Regions from separate parts of the Pelodiscus sinensis genome. Here region 1 is linked to region 2. The links are chromatin contacts, called in public Hi-C maps. All regions are on one chromosome and are shown on one strand. The core of a region is the stretch at or near the end of the contact, and the rest is flanking DNA. Distances in the headings are between cores, read along the strand shown. Region 1 holds the start of NRBF2 (nuclear receptor binding factor 2). Region 2 holds the start of EGR2 (early growth response 2).

Region 1 (6,632 bases), core at 2,413-4,912, 150 kb before region 2:
ATTAGACTACAGGGATTTTTTTTTTTAAAGTGGCCTTTTTTCAAAAAAAATCTTTACTGTGTCTAGACTGCTGCCGCGTTCTTTCAAAAGTAAACCGAAAGAACGTGGTAGTTTTTTCGATGGTGGAAAACCTCATTTTACGCGGAAACACGCCTTTTTTCAAAAGTGCTTTTTTGAAAAGAGGCGCTATGTAATGCAAACTGCTTTTTCGAAAGAGAGCATCCAGACTGCCTGGGTACTCTCTTTCGAAAAAGTGGCTTGCTTTTTCAAAAGTACTGGTCATAGTCTAGACGCTCTTTTTCGAAAGAGGCTTTTTCAAAAAATACTTTTGAAAGATACTTTCAAAAAAGCCTCTTTAGAAAGAGGCTTGCAGTCTAGCCATAGCCTTGGAAGTTAACAATCCTTTAACAAGACATGATGCATAGACAGCAGTAGGCTACACTTGCTAAAAATTACAACTGAAGTAAAAAACAATCAAAACTAAAAAAAGGGAGCAAGGAGGGCTGAGGTAAGCAGACTTCAGGGAGGGATTGTTTTGTCAAAGTAACAATTCACACCTTTTAAATTAAGAACAACCTAACCTGTTCTCTGTGGCTAACCGCAGCTTTCTCTGTAAAAATTGGTTCTTTTATATTTAAGGTATTTTGGGCAAAGATGCTTCACTCTTATTCAAGACAGTCCTCATAATTAAGTAAGAATATTATGACCATACAAATTTAATCAAAAAATGACAAATTTGTAATTAAGCAAAACTTTGTTCACATGAAGCTTATCAGATCTTAAATGGAGGAGCCATTTTAATTGCCCTGTCAATACTACCAGCTGAAAGTTAAACCTACCCAGTCTGCCTACCGAAAGCCCACATTTAGCAGAACTGATGGAACAACGTGCGAGCTGTAATTCATAAGTTAGAACAGTGGTCACCAACCACTGGATTGGGATCTACAGTAGATCTTGGAGCCTTTGACAGGTGATCCTGACAGGTTTGGCCCAGAGGCTATCAAGTGCTGGCTCTTCATCTACCCCTCTCAGCATTGCCATGCTGTTTTTTGCTCTCTGCCTGGGAGCTGCCCCTTACCCCCGGGAACCTCTTGCTTGCTGTGCAAGTCACAAGAAGAAAAGGAAGGGGCACTGATGTCAGAGTGCCTCTCCCCTCACCCTGTACCCCATCTCCACAGAGTGGTGGAAGGCAGGGATGGAGCGAGTTTGCTGGCTGCTTTTGGAAGTAGTACAGGGCCAGATTAGGGGTAAGCCTGCCCTAGTCCCCTATACCACCACCCAGAAGGCGCCTGTGGAAAGCGGTGCCCAGCTGGAGCCCACATTCTGAACCCTGGCCACAGTCCTGAAGCTTTCCTGCACCCCAAACCCCTGCCCTAGTCCTGAATCCGCCATCACCCATACTCCCTCGCTGCACCTCAACTCCCTACCCCATGCTCAACTCATAACCCTCTCACAGTCCAAATCCTTTAGCCCAAGATCAGAGTCTGCATCCCCTTCCTCAGAACTCTAGCCCTCTGCTCCAAGCCTGATAAAAATGAGTAAGGATAGGGGAGGGAGGGATGATAAGAGTGAGCAGGGGCGGGGCCTCGGAGAAGGGGTGGGAAGGAGGCAAGGCAATGGTTTGGGTTTCAGGTAGATCCTGAATTGCACTTAAATTCCAAAAAGAGATCTCATGCTTAAAAAGGTTGGAGACCACTGGGTTAGTATGTCCTTCTCAAGTGAGATTGCATATTACCAGTGTTATTATAGATGATCTCTATGGATAGCAATCCCATGCTCTAATCAGAATATTGCCATAAAATATATTTCCACCCACCTGACCAGGATGGTGATAGTGACTGCGAAATGTTAAGGCACATTAGAGAAGCTATAAAAATAAAAATCCTCAATAATAAAGGGAGACTTCAATTGTCTCCATATTGACTGGGTACACATCTCAGGATGGGATGCAGAGATAGTTTCTTGACACCTTAACTGACTGCTTATTGGAGCAGCTGGTTCTGGAACCCACGTGAGACAACAATTCTTGCTTTAGTCCCAAATGCAGCATGGGATCTGGTCAAGAGATGAATACAGCTGGATTACTTGGAAACCGTGATCATCATACAATTAAATTTAACATCCCTACGAAGCGAAAAACTCCACAGCAGCTCAACGCTGTGGCATTTATTTTCAGAAAGGGGAACTACACAAAAATGAAGGGGTTAGACAGAGATTAAAAAAGGTACAGCACCAAAAGTGAAACCCCTACAAGCTGTATGGGAACTTTTCAAAGATATCATAATGGAATCTTAACTTAAACGAATATCCCAAATTAAAGAACATAGTAAGAGAACCAGAAAAGTGACACTGTGGTTTAACTACCTACATGGAAAAGAAAAAGTGAGAAACTAAAAAGTCATTGTTTAAAAAGTGAAAGCTAAACCCTAGTAAGGAAAATACAAAGGAGCACACTCTGTCAAATGAGGGGTTAAAATATAATTAGGAAGACCCAAAAAAAGGAATTTGAAGAATAGCTACCCTAAAATTCAATAAGTGATAGCAATGTTTTAAAATTATATCAGACAAGAAGCTTGCTAAACAACCAGTGGGGTACTGACAAATAAAGGTCATAGAAGAGAAACTAAATGAATCCTCTGCACCAGTCTTCACGGCTGAGGATGCGAGGGAGATTCCCAAACCAGAGCCATTCTTTTTAGGTAACAAATATGAGGAATTGTCCCAGCCTGAGGTGTCATTAAAGGTGATTTTGGAACAAACTGATAAACTAAACAGCTTCCACTTGCCCTTCACTCCCAGGCTGCTCCCCACACATACCCCCTTGCCTGTGGGGCGCCTGGGATCCAAACAGGGCGAGAGCAGCCATTGTCCCTGGCGGGCCCCTACAGGCTGAAGCAGCCCCGCCCCTTGGCAGGCAGGGAGCTGCTCCAGCCACTACTGGTTAACCGCTCAGCATCACGGGGTTAACCTTTCACATCGCTAGGGGGACGGGAAGTTCCGACACACACTTACAAAATCCAGTGCAAAAGTAGCTGCGAGGAGCTTCGCGTTACCTGCCTCCACCTCTTGCCAGCAGCAGCCCAGTGAGGACAAGGACTGAGGGGTTCGCAGCGACGCCCCCGCAGCCTGCACGTATCGCGCCGCTCGTGCCTAGTGTCGCTGAGGTGGCTGCTAAGCGGGCTGCGACCATTTGCGGCGCGCGCGCCGGCAGGCCAGGCCAGACAGGCTCCCCCAGGGCCGCGCTGCCCCGGGGCGGGGCGCTGCCTTGCGGCGGCGTCCGACTGCCCCTGGCGCGCGGCAGCGGCGGGAGCGCGAGGCCTTTGCCGCAGGGCGCGAGGGAAGGTCCAACGGCCCCGCGCCAGGCCCCCAGCGGAACAGCCGCTGCCCTGCCACGGGGCAGCTCCTCCCCCCGCGGCGGCGAGAGCCCCGGCCCGGCTCTGAGCGAGTCGCGCGCCAGCAGCCAGCCCGCCCGAGGCGCGGCTCACCAGGTTGAGGGGCCCCTCCATCACCTCCATAGGCGGCGGGGGCAGCGGGCACATGGGCTCTGCGGCTCCCTCTCGGTGCCCCTGGCGGCTGTAAACACCGACACACTTCCGCCTCCAGCACGCACGCGGCGACGTCACAGCGCCGCCCAGAAGTCTCGCGAGGGCCCGTTCCCCAGGAGGAGGGCCGTGTCTCCATGGGAACGGGGCTGGGCGGCTCTCGAACGCGGGCGGACTCGCCGCAGCTGTGCGCGGGGCGGCCGGGCAAGTCCTGCCCGCCTGTGTGAGCCGGCCACGCCCGGGCTTTTCGCCTCCCCGCCGGACGGGCTGCGCCCCGGGAGCCCGTCTGGTCCCCTGCGCGCAGGCAGCGCCCAGAACCAGCTGGAGCGGGCTGGGACCCGGCCCGACTGGCGTAGCCGCTGCAGCACCCACTGGCCGCGGATTGCGGGAGCTGGTGCCCCAGCCCAGGTCGCTCCCTGGCTGGAAAGAGCGAAACCGAATTCGTGGGGGCCGCAGCACCAGCGAATAAACAAACCGGGCGGCCGGTTCGCGTGTTTCTCCGAGTGGTTCCCGGGACACTTTGGGAAACACTGATCGAGACCATCCCTGGCTGGTGCGTGTCTCGCCTGCTCTAGTGACACAGATTCCACAGCCTCCCCAGGCAATTGACTGCAGTGCTTAGCCATCCTAATGTCCCAGCTAAGCTCCCCTGTGCAATTTAAGCCCATTGCTTCTTGTCCCATCATCAGAGGTCAAGGGAAATGATTATTCCTCCTCCTCCTTCTAACAATCGTGTATGTATTTGTAAATGGTTATGTCCCCTGTCAGTCTTCGCTTTCGCAGATTAAACTTACTCAGTTGTTTCAGTCTTCCCTGGTAAGCAGGGGTATTGGGTATAAGTGGCAGGGAAAGGCAATGCCTTCTCAAACTGCCCATCTAGTCCTGCCACACTCTGCCCCCGGTTCCCTTCCCCCATTCAGCATGTGCTTCAGCCCCACTGAGGCCATGGCAACCCACCCTCCTTGTGCCTGGGTAAGCTGGGGCCGTGGGCCACAAGTGCTCCAGCGTGAGGAGTAGCAGGCTATGGACTGCCCATGCTCGGGGGAGACAGGACACCCGTGCTCCAGAGGGCTGGGGAGGCTGTGGGTTGCCTGTATGTGTGTGGGGGCTGCCATGGGTGGCAGGGGTGGGATCTTGGACTGAAGGAGTGGGGCTGGGGAGGAGGGTTGCCCAGGCGTACTTTTACCTACCACTCATGCTCATGGTGATGTTTTTAGAATTTTAATCAGAAGTGACTGGTGCATGTGAGGTTGGGGACCAGGATCGGCCACTCAGCGGGGCAGTGATGGGCATGTGAGGATTTGGCAATTAAAATTTTGGTGGTATTCACAAGGGGGCGGTACACCACAAGTAACCTATGCCTTTAATCATTTTTCTCTGGACTTTCCCCACTTTGATCACATCTTTCCTGAAATGTGGTGCCCAGAACTGGACACAATACTCCAGTTGAAACTGTATCTGCATGAAGTAGAATGGAAGACTTACTTCTCATGTCTTACTTACAACACTCCTGCTTACAGAGCCGTCCCATTCATGTATTTGTTCTTATTGAATTTCATCCCATTCACACCATTTCTCCAGTCTGTCCAGATCATTTTGAATTGTAATCCTATCCTTCATAACAGATGCAATATCTCCTAGCTTGTTATCATCTGCAAACTTGAAAGTGCTGGCCAGAGCAGTCACCTTGGGGCTCTGTGGGACACCACCCAGAGTCCAAGAATATCAAATTGAATAGTGCGGTGTCTATGCTACACCAAATTAGACCTCAGAAGGGTCAAATGTAGGCTACTTCTCTCAGCAAAGTGGAGTACCAAAGTCAACTTTAAAAGCCCTTAAGATTGGTCGAAAGGACTTGGTGGTGTAGACTCATTCATTACAAAATCAACATAATGCTACTAGCTTTAACCTAACTTCATAGTGTAAACCAGGCTCTATTGATATGCATCTCAGCTGATCAGCTGTAGTTTCTAAAAATCTCCTCTAGAGGTCTTCAAGGATCATCATTTTTAAAAGCTTCAGAGGGGTAATCAAGTTAGTCTGCAACAGGAAAAACTTAACAAAACAACAAATAAACTAGTAGCACCTTAAAGACTAACAATGAGCTTTTGTGGACAAAATGTAAATGGTATCATGAGCTTTTGTGGACAAAAAGAAGTGGGTTTGCCCATGAAAGCTCATGATACCATCTATCATTCTTTAAGTGGATGATGATTTCTCCTAAATGAAGGAATATCTGCAGTATTTGTATGCTATTTCATCGATGGAATAAGTTTTTACCCTTGAAGTGCCCAGTGGAAATTATAGATTATCATTCAGAACAGTTCTTAATTATTTACTTTTATAGGGTGCAAGCTGTTGCAAAGGAACATTAATTTAAAATATGACCTCGGAAATCAATTAATTTATTTCCTTTTGACTAATAATTTTAAAATTAAAACATTTAAAAATCCAAATTACTTGTCATCATTTATTACTTTGTTATATCTTGCATTATTCTATCGTGACAAATTAGTATCAGAGAAATTCGTTTCACTTTCAAGGTTTTAGTGTGGCAATCTTTGGGCTTCAGGTATTAGAGTAGAAAGTTTTGGTTTTAAAAAGTTTTACTATATTTTTATTTTTAATTACAAATCCACTTCTAGTGGTCTTAATTTTCATAAAAGTCAGAATTCTGTGTATAACCAAAGTTAACAAAAGGATCTGAAATAATTCTTATGATGACAGAATAACTAAAAATATTGGTCTCCTCTAACAGTGAGGACCAAGCTGAGCACTTGGGCCCAGGAGAAATTCAAATGCTGCCCAGCTGATTAGCAGCATGCCCACCGCACCCATAACTGGCAGCATGTATTTCTACTAGTGGTGCACATCCGCACATGCCTCAGTGCATGACAGCAAAATCTGTGGAAAAAACTAGAGAACATTGGTAAGGACCCAAACCTTTTGGTGTGTGAATAAACAAACACCACCATACCCTTTCGTCATTACGGTTGCCAGATACTTTCACAAAAAATACCAAACATGGTGGGGGAAAAATTAGTTGAGAAAAAAACAACAACCGCACAAAAAGAAAAAAAGAAAAAAGAA
Region 2 (5,801 bases), core at 160-2,659:
CCTCTGCAAAAAAGTGGAATTGCTAACGGGGTGCCCCACATGCCCGCTGCCCCTCTGGTGGTGCTCCCTGCACCCCTCCGCCCAAGGATCAGTCGCCCCGGGACCAAAGACAGCCCTGCCATGACGTGAGTAATTGTATCAAGGCTAAAGTGAAGCCCTGATACGAAACGGGCCAGGCGCCTTAGCTGCGGACACTTATCCGAACGCGGTTTTGTGCTGGGCTTAGCTTTCCGTGGTGCAGCCAAGGCAGGGAATAAATCGTTTGACCTGCAGTTGGCACCTGCTCCACGGCGTGGCGCTTGAGCAGGAAGTTTCGCCGAGAGATCTTTCCAGTGGAGACTGTCAGCGATGCGGTTGCGAGATTGACACGTTAGTTCCCACAGGCTGAAAACTGTTCCCTTCAAGACAGCTCGTCACTTTACACTGTGTTCTGCCGTGCCGGCCGGCCCCGGGCAGAAACGCGTCCTTTTCGGAATAAGTTGGGAAGATTGTTCACTACCTTATATTGGGCAAACTAAAATCACTGGAAAATACAGACATTTCAGGGCCATAGCAGGCTCTTTGCTTCGTCTCTACTAGCTGCATTTCCCCTTAGAGCAGGAGTGCTACAATAATCCCTACTCAGATGAATGTTCTACTTCCAGCCTTGCCTGCCTGGATCAAGTTTGTTTTATGTTTAGATTTTAGGAAACAAAATCATACCTATCTATCTCTTAGGCTCAAATCTGTGCCACGTACATCTGTTACATGGATTGTGTAAGGCAGTGCAGAATCTGATTCCCTATAACTAATAAAAATAAACAGCATTGGTCAAAGGAAACCATGTAAAATTATCACTGTGTGTCATTAAAGGAAAAGCTATTCACAGCAGTAGTTTTATTTTAAAACAATTCAGTACAACTGATTTGTAGAAATACCATAGAAACGAGGTTTTTTATCAAGAGGTGCACGGAAAGTGTCATAGCATGTGTTTCGCAACGGCAGGTACTAGAGAAGAATACAGATGTATAATTTTGCAAAGGGTACTCAACTAGTTGCATCTAAAGGAAACCTGTTACTTCAAGGTAAATTAGGAAGAGAGCATTCCGGGGAATGACTCAGTGTTGGGGTGGTGACAATATAGCCTAAAGAAACTGAATATCCCCGCCATCGAGAACACGAACAAGCTTCGTTAGATATACAGGGAACCAATACTTGCACAGTTTGGTTAAGAGGCCTCCGCTTTTTCTGCTGGGACTTAAAAAAAAAAAGTCGGCCTTGTTTTGTCTCCTTCAGTGGGAGCTAGAACAACAACAAGAAGAAAAAGTTCCGTTTTCGCTACAGTATAAATAGATCACACACTTTCCAAAAAAGTAACACCACACTCGCTCTTATCAGTGTCTCTTTCCACCAGCGATTCAGAAAAAAGAAGTCAGATTCCGTGAATGTAGCTATTTTCTGATTCGTCGCTTGCGGTTAAGAGCTGCCAAGAAAGTGAGTAGCGGTTTGACTGTACTGTCTCGGCTCCGCTCGTTTTTCCGAAGTTTAATTTTCCGGAACGACTCCTAAAAAGGCATGGAAAGGCGGAGCCCGCAGGAACCGGATCTCGCCTTTTTAGGCAAGAGTTTAAACAACCGGAATATCCCTCGCTAGGTACTTTCGTGCGCCTGGAGCGAGCCAAGCACCTCCCCCCGGCTTTCCCGGCTTGCGTATCCTGGAGCTTATTAGTGTCTGTATAAAAAGTTACAGTGTGTGGCTGAAAAGCCGCGGCCAAGCACCAGCCTGCGTCTACCTGTGAGAGGAGCAGCCGAACGGGTGCGGACCCAAGACAGAGAAGCCCGCATGCTAATCTCCCACGTGATGATTCCGCCCGGTTCGCCCTTCCCTGTTCCTCAGTCCTTATATGGGCAGTGACGTCGTGGGCATTCACGGCCTCCCCATAAATACTTACTGCAACACTTTCCATCTACTGAGAGCTGCAAGTGATTAACAGCTCTGCAAGGGACACTGACTGTTACAATAACACTACAGCACTACTGGACTATTACTGAGCAATACCAAAGGCAGAGGTAGTAACAGACTTTTTAAAACAAAAACTTACTTGATTTTTTTTAGTGGAAGCAACAAATAACCCTCTCCCTGTACAGTATTAACACTACAAGCCGTGAAAGTTGTTTTCAAGGTTTCTTGTTGAGCAAATGATGACTGCCAAGACCGTAGACAAAATTCCAGTAACTCTCAGTGGTTTTGTGCATCAGCTGTCTGAAAACATTTACCCTGTGGATGACATCGCTACCACATTGCCAGCTTCGGTCACAATCTTCCCCAATGCTGACTTAGGAGGACCGTTTGACCAGATGAGCAGCGTGACAGGAGGTAAGCATCATTCTTTAAGTTGTGCATGTGCAGGGTGTTTACTTGGCTTACTTGCGGCCGGACCGTGCGCAGCTGATCACATTTAAGCGAAACAGAAAGAAAACTAGACAAGTACTTGCTGATTATGTCAATGACAACAAACTCAAATCTGGGTGCTCGTTTCTAATTTGATTAACGCCTGAATGCGGAGATGCTGAGAGATAACAGTGTTGAGGGACTACATCAAGCTGTCTGCAGCTATGTGGGTAGGCTAGTTGTGGGCACGCCACTCCTAAGCATCCTGTATGTATTCATGTCTGTGTGCATTAAACTAAGATAAAGTTGGGACCGTGAACCTTGAAATTAGTCCCAGGGATGTCCTTTGTAAATTAAAGCAGCCATAGGGAGAGACCCCTCCTCCCCATATAGGCAGGTGGGCACTGCGAAGTTTACTGCCAAACAGTATTTGGCCGTGTTGATAATAACATGCTCCTTAGTGGGGCGAAGAAGTTGGTGGAGCCTGTCGGTGTCTCTGGGAGTGGAGGGTGGCCGCGCACTGATCGATGGCCTTTCTTTAATTCCCAGATGGCATGATTAACGTTGACATGAGTGAGAAGAGGTCCCTGGATCTGCCTTATGCCAGCAGTTTCGCCCCAGCAGTTTCTGCTTCCCGCAATCAGACTTTTACCTACATGGGCAAATTCTCCATCGACCCCCAGTACCCAGGAGCCGGCTGCTACCCGGAGGGCATCATTAACATCGTGAGCGCTGGGATCCTGCAGGGGGTCAGCACCCCCTCTTCGTCGGCCACTTCTTCCTCCACGGCATCCGCTGCCTCCCCCAACCCGCTGGCCAGCAGCGCCCTGAGCTGCAGCATGGCTCAGAGCCAGCCGGGAGACCTGGAGCACCTGTACTCCCCGCCGCCTCCCTACTCGGGCTGCGGGGAGCTCTACCAGCAGGACCCCTCCTCCGCTTTCCTGCCCACCTCGGCCGGCGCTTCTCTGCCCTACCACCCGCCCCCGTCCTACCCTTCTCCTAAAGCGGCCGCGGACGGCGGGATCTTCTCCATGATCCCGGATTACCCGGGCTTCTTCCCGCCCGCGCAGTGCCAGCGGGAGCTGCACGCCGCGCCCGAGCGCAAGCCCTTCCCGTGCCCCCTGGACTCCCTGCGCGTCCCACCGCCGCTCACGCCGCTCTCCACCATCCGCAACTTCACGCTGGGCGGGCCGGGGGTCGGGGCAGCGGGCGCGGGCGGCGGCGGCGGGGAAAGCGGCCGCCTGCCCGCCAGCGCCTATAGCCCACACAACCTGCCGCTGCGGCCCATCCTGCGGCCCCGCAAGTACCCGAACCGGCCCAGCAAGACGCCGGTGCACGAGCGGCCCTACCCGTGCCCGGCCGAGGGCTGCGACCGCCGCTTCTCCCGCTCGGACGAGCTGACGCGGCACATCCGCATCCACACGGGCCACAAGCCCTTCCAGTGCCGCATCTGCATGCGCAACTTCAGCCGCAGCGACCACCTCACCACCCACATCCGCACGCACACGGGCGAGAAGCCCTTCGCCTGCGACTTCTGCGGCCGCAAGTTCGCCCGCAGCGACGAGAGGAAGCGCCACACCAAGATCCACCTGCGCCAGAAGGAGCGGAAGGGCGCAGCCGCCCCCTCCGCCTCTGGCGGGGCCAGCGCCCCGGCCGCGCCCGGCGCCCCCAGCTCCGCTAGCCTGGCCGCCTGCGCCTCCCGGACCAGGACGCCCTGAGGCGGCCCCTTGCGCGCCCACGGCTGCCGGGACCCCCGGCGCCATTGACTAGCACCCAGCCCAGCCCGGCCCGGCCCGCCCTCACACGTCCCGGGGATGCATCCTGCCTGGCTGCAGAGCGCGCTGCGGGGTAGGCTCGGCTCGGCGCGCCGGAAGCTGAGCCCCGTGCACTTTATAGCTTCAGGGACTGCTCCGGGGCCGCTACGCAGCGAGAGGAGGACGCGGGGATGGGCGCTCCGGGGCCGGGCCCAGTGAGCCGAGCAGTGTGTGTATAGCAGCAATGCTACAGCAGCGGACTAGGAGCCCAGACGTGCAATCTGCTGGGCCGGGACAATGGGCCTGGCCGGAGCGACTCCGCTAGAGGGGCTCCCGGAGTTTTAAATGACTGGTTTTGTCCGCGTATAGTCACTCGGCTTTTGTGTATTCTTTGGATGTGCACTGTTGAGTTCTCAGCCTTTGGGGAGGGGGAAGGCAAAGCAAATCTGTGATCTATCGAAGTGAGAGTCAGAGACGTTAACTTATTGAAGGTGGGATGTGCTGTTAAGATGCATGCAAATGTGTTGAAGTGTCCTTGGTGCCTTGTGTGATGTAGACCATGTTTCAGTGTCTGCATGTAAATGGGTTGCCTTATTAATTACGGCAGAAACGTGTTCAGTCCCTGCTCTTAGTATGGCTGTACATTTCTGCCCATTAATATTTGGATTTTTTAGAAAGTCTATTTTTGTACGCACTGTTTTTGTGACTGAAAAATGTTACATTTGTAGTCTGATTTCAGATGAGAATGTAAATAATCTCGCTCGAGTTGGCCAATCAATTGTCCGCTCGGAACAATAGCTGAAATAGAAACAAGATAGTCTAATAATGCACAACCATTAACCAGAACTCCAAGGAGAAATGGTTTCTTTGAGTATTCTGTAAATAAATACTTTTTCAATCATAGATTCAATGCTTAAATCATTTATGAGAGAAGACAAATATCTCAATTATGCTAAGTTGAAAACTGACTTTGTGAACCCTAAAGAAACAGAGGTCACAAGTATCTAACATTTCTGTTAGGTGGCCCACAGTACAGCCCTCTTGTACAATACATCAACCACTCCTGTTTATTTTAGATGTTGGATGAAATCTGTGGGTGACATTTGGCTCGGTTGAAGCCAGGGTTTCATCCTCTATGTGTGTAGCCCTCCTCTCCAAAAGCGCACGGGACGATTAGATCAGGTATGCGCACTTTGTACCGATTGAGTTTCCTGGAGTCGGCTCAAATAATAGACGCTATTTTAGATTAGGGAGACTCACAAACACAATCTCTCCCCCCTTTTTTTTCTCTGTGCAAACTACCCCCTGCAGAAGTGCATACACTGCCCAGTCCCCAGTGTACAAACAAGCATCTGCCACAACGGTGGGGACTTCCCCTAGGAATACATGGAAATGCTAAACTAAACCGGTGAGCTGTATTTTGACTCATTGTTGTTCCGTGATTTAAAGCAGGCTAATTAAAACGCCCAAAGTGGGCTCTGGAAAATGAACACCATCAGCTCAGTGCCCACTCGGAGAAAGCTGCTCTCAGAGCAGAAATAGGAGTCGAGCTGTGTGCGGCTTTGTGGGAAGTGCTCAACAGCGGTCATAGTGCAAAGATCTTTCGGTTTCCACAAACAACCAGGGAGCACTGATTTAGAGCAAAGTGCGCTGATATTAGCAGCTACTTCAGGCCTG

Evidence for each region. A called contact is a pair of places that touch in the nucleus more often than the background predicts.
Region 1: a Hi-C map of blood shows a contact between it and region 2, with 2.4 times the contacts expected there. The contact joins the promoter of NRBF2 here to the promoter of EGR2 in region 2. A contact is called at or near these places in 2 of 5 Hi-C or Micro-C datasets (blood and liver).

The regions. Positions count from the first base shown.
Region 1 is chr8:24,614,774-24,621,405 of ASM4963464v1, reverse strand. It overlaps NRBF2 (nuclear receptor binding factor 2), which reads right to left and starts at 3,662. Exons shown (of 4, transcript XM_075934891.1): 1 at 3,510-3,662. The coding sequence starts at 3,539.
Region 2 is chr8:24,461,067-24,466,867 of ASM4963464v1, reverse strand. EGR2 (early growth response 2) reads left to right here and starts at 1,409. Exons shown (of 2, transcript XM_006111127.4): 1 at 1,409-2,355; 2 at 2,920-5,801. The coding sequence starts at 2,178. The coding sequence ends at 4,088.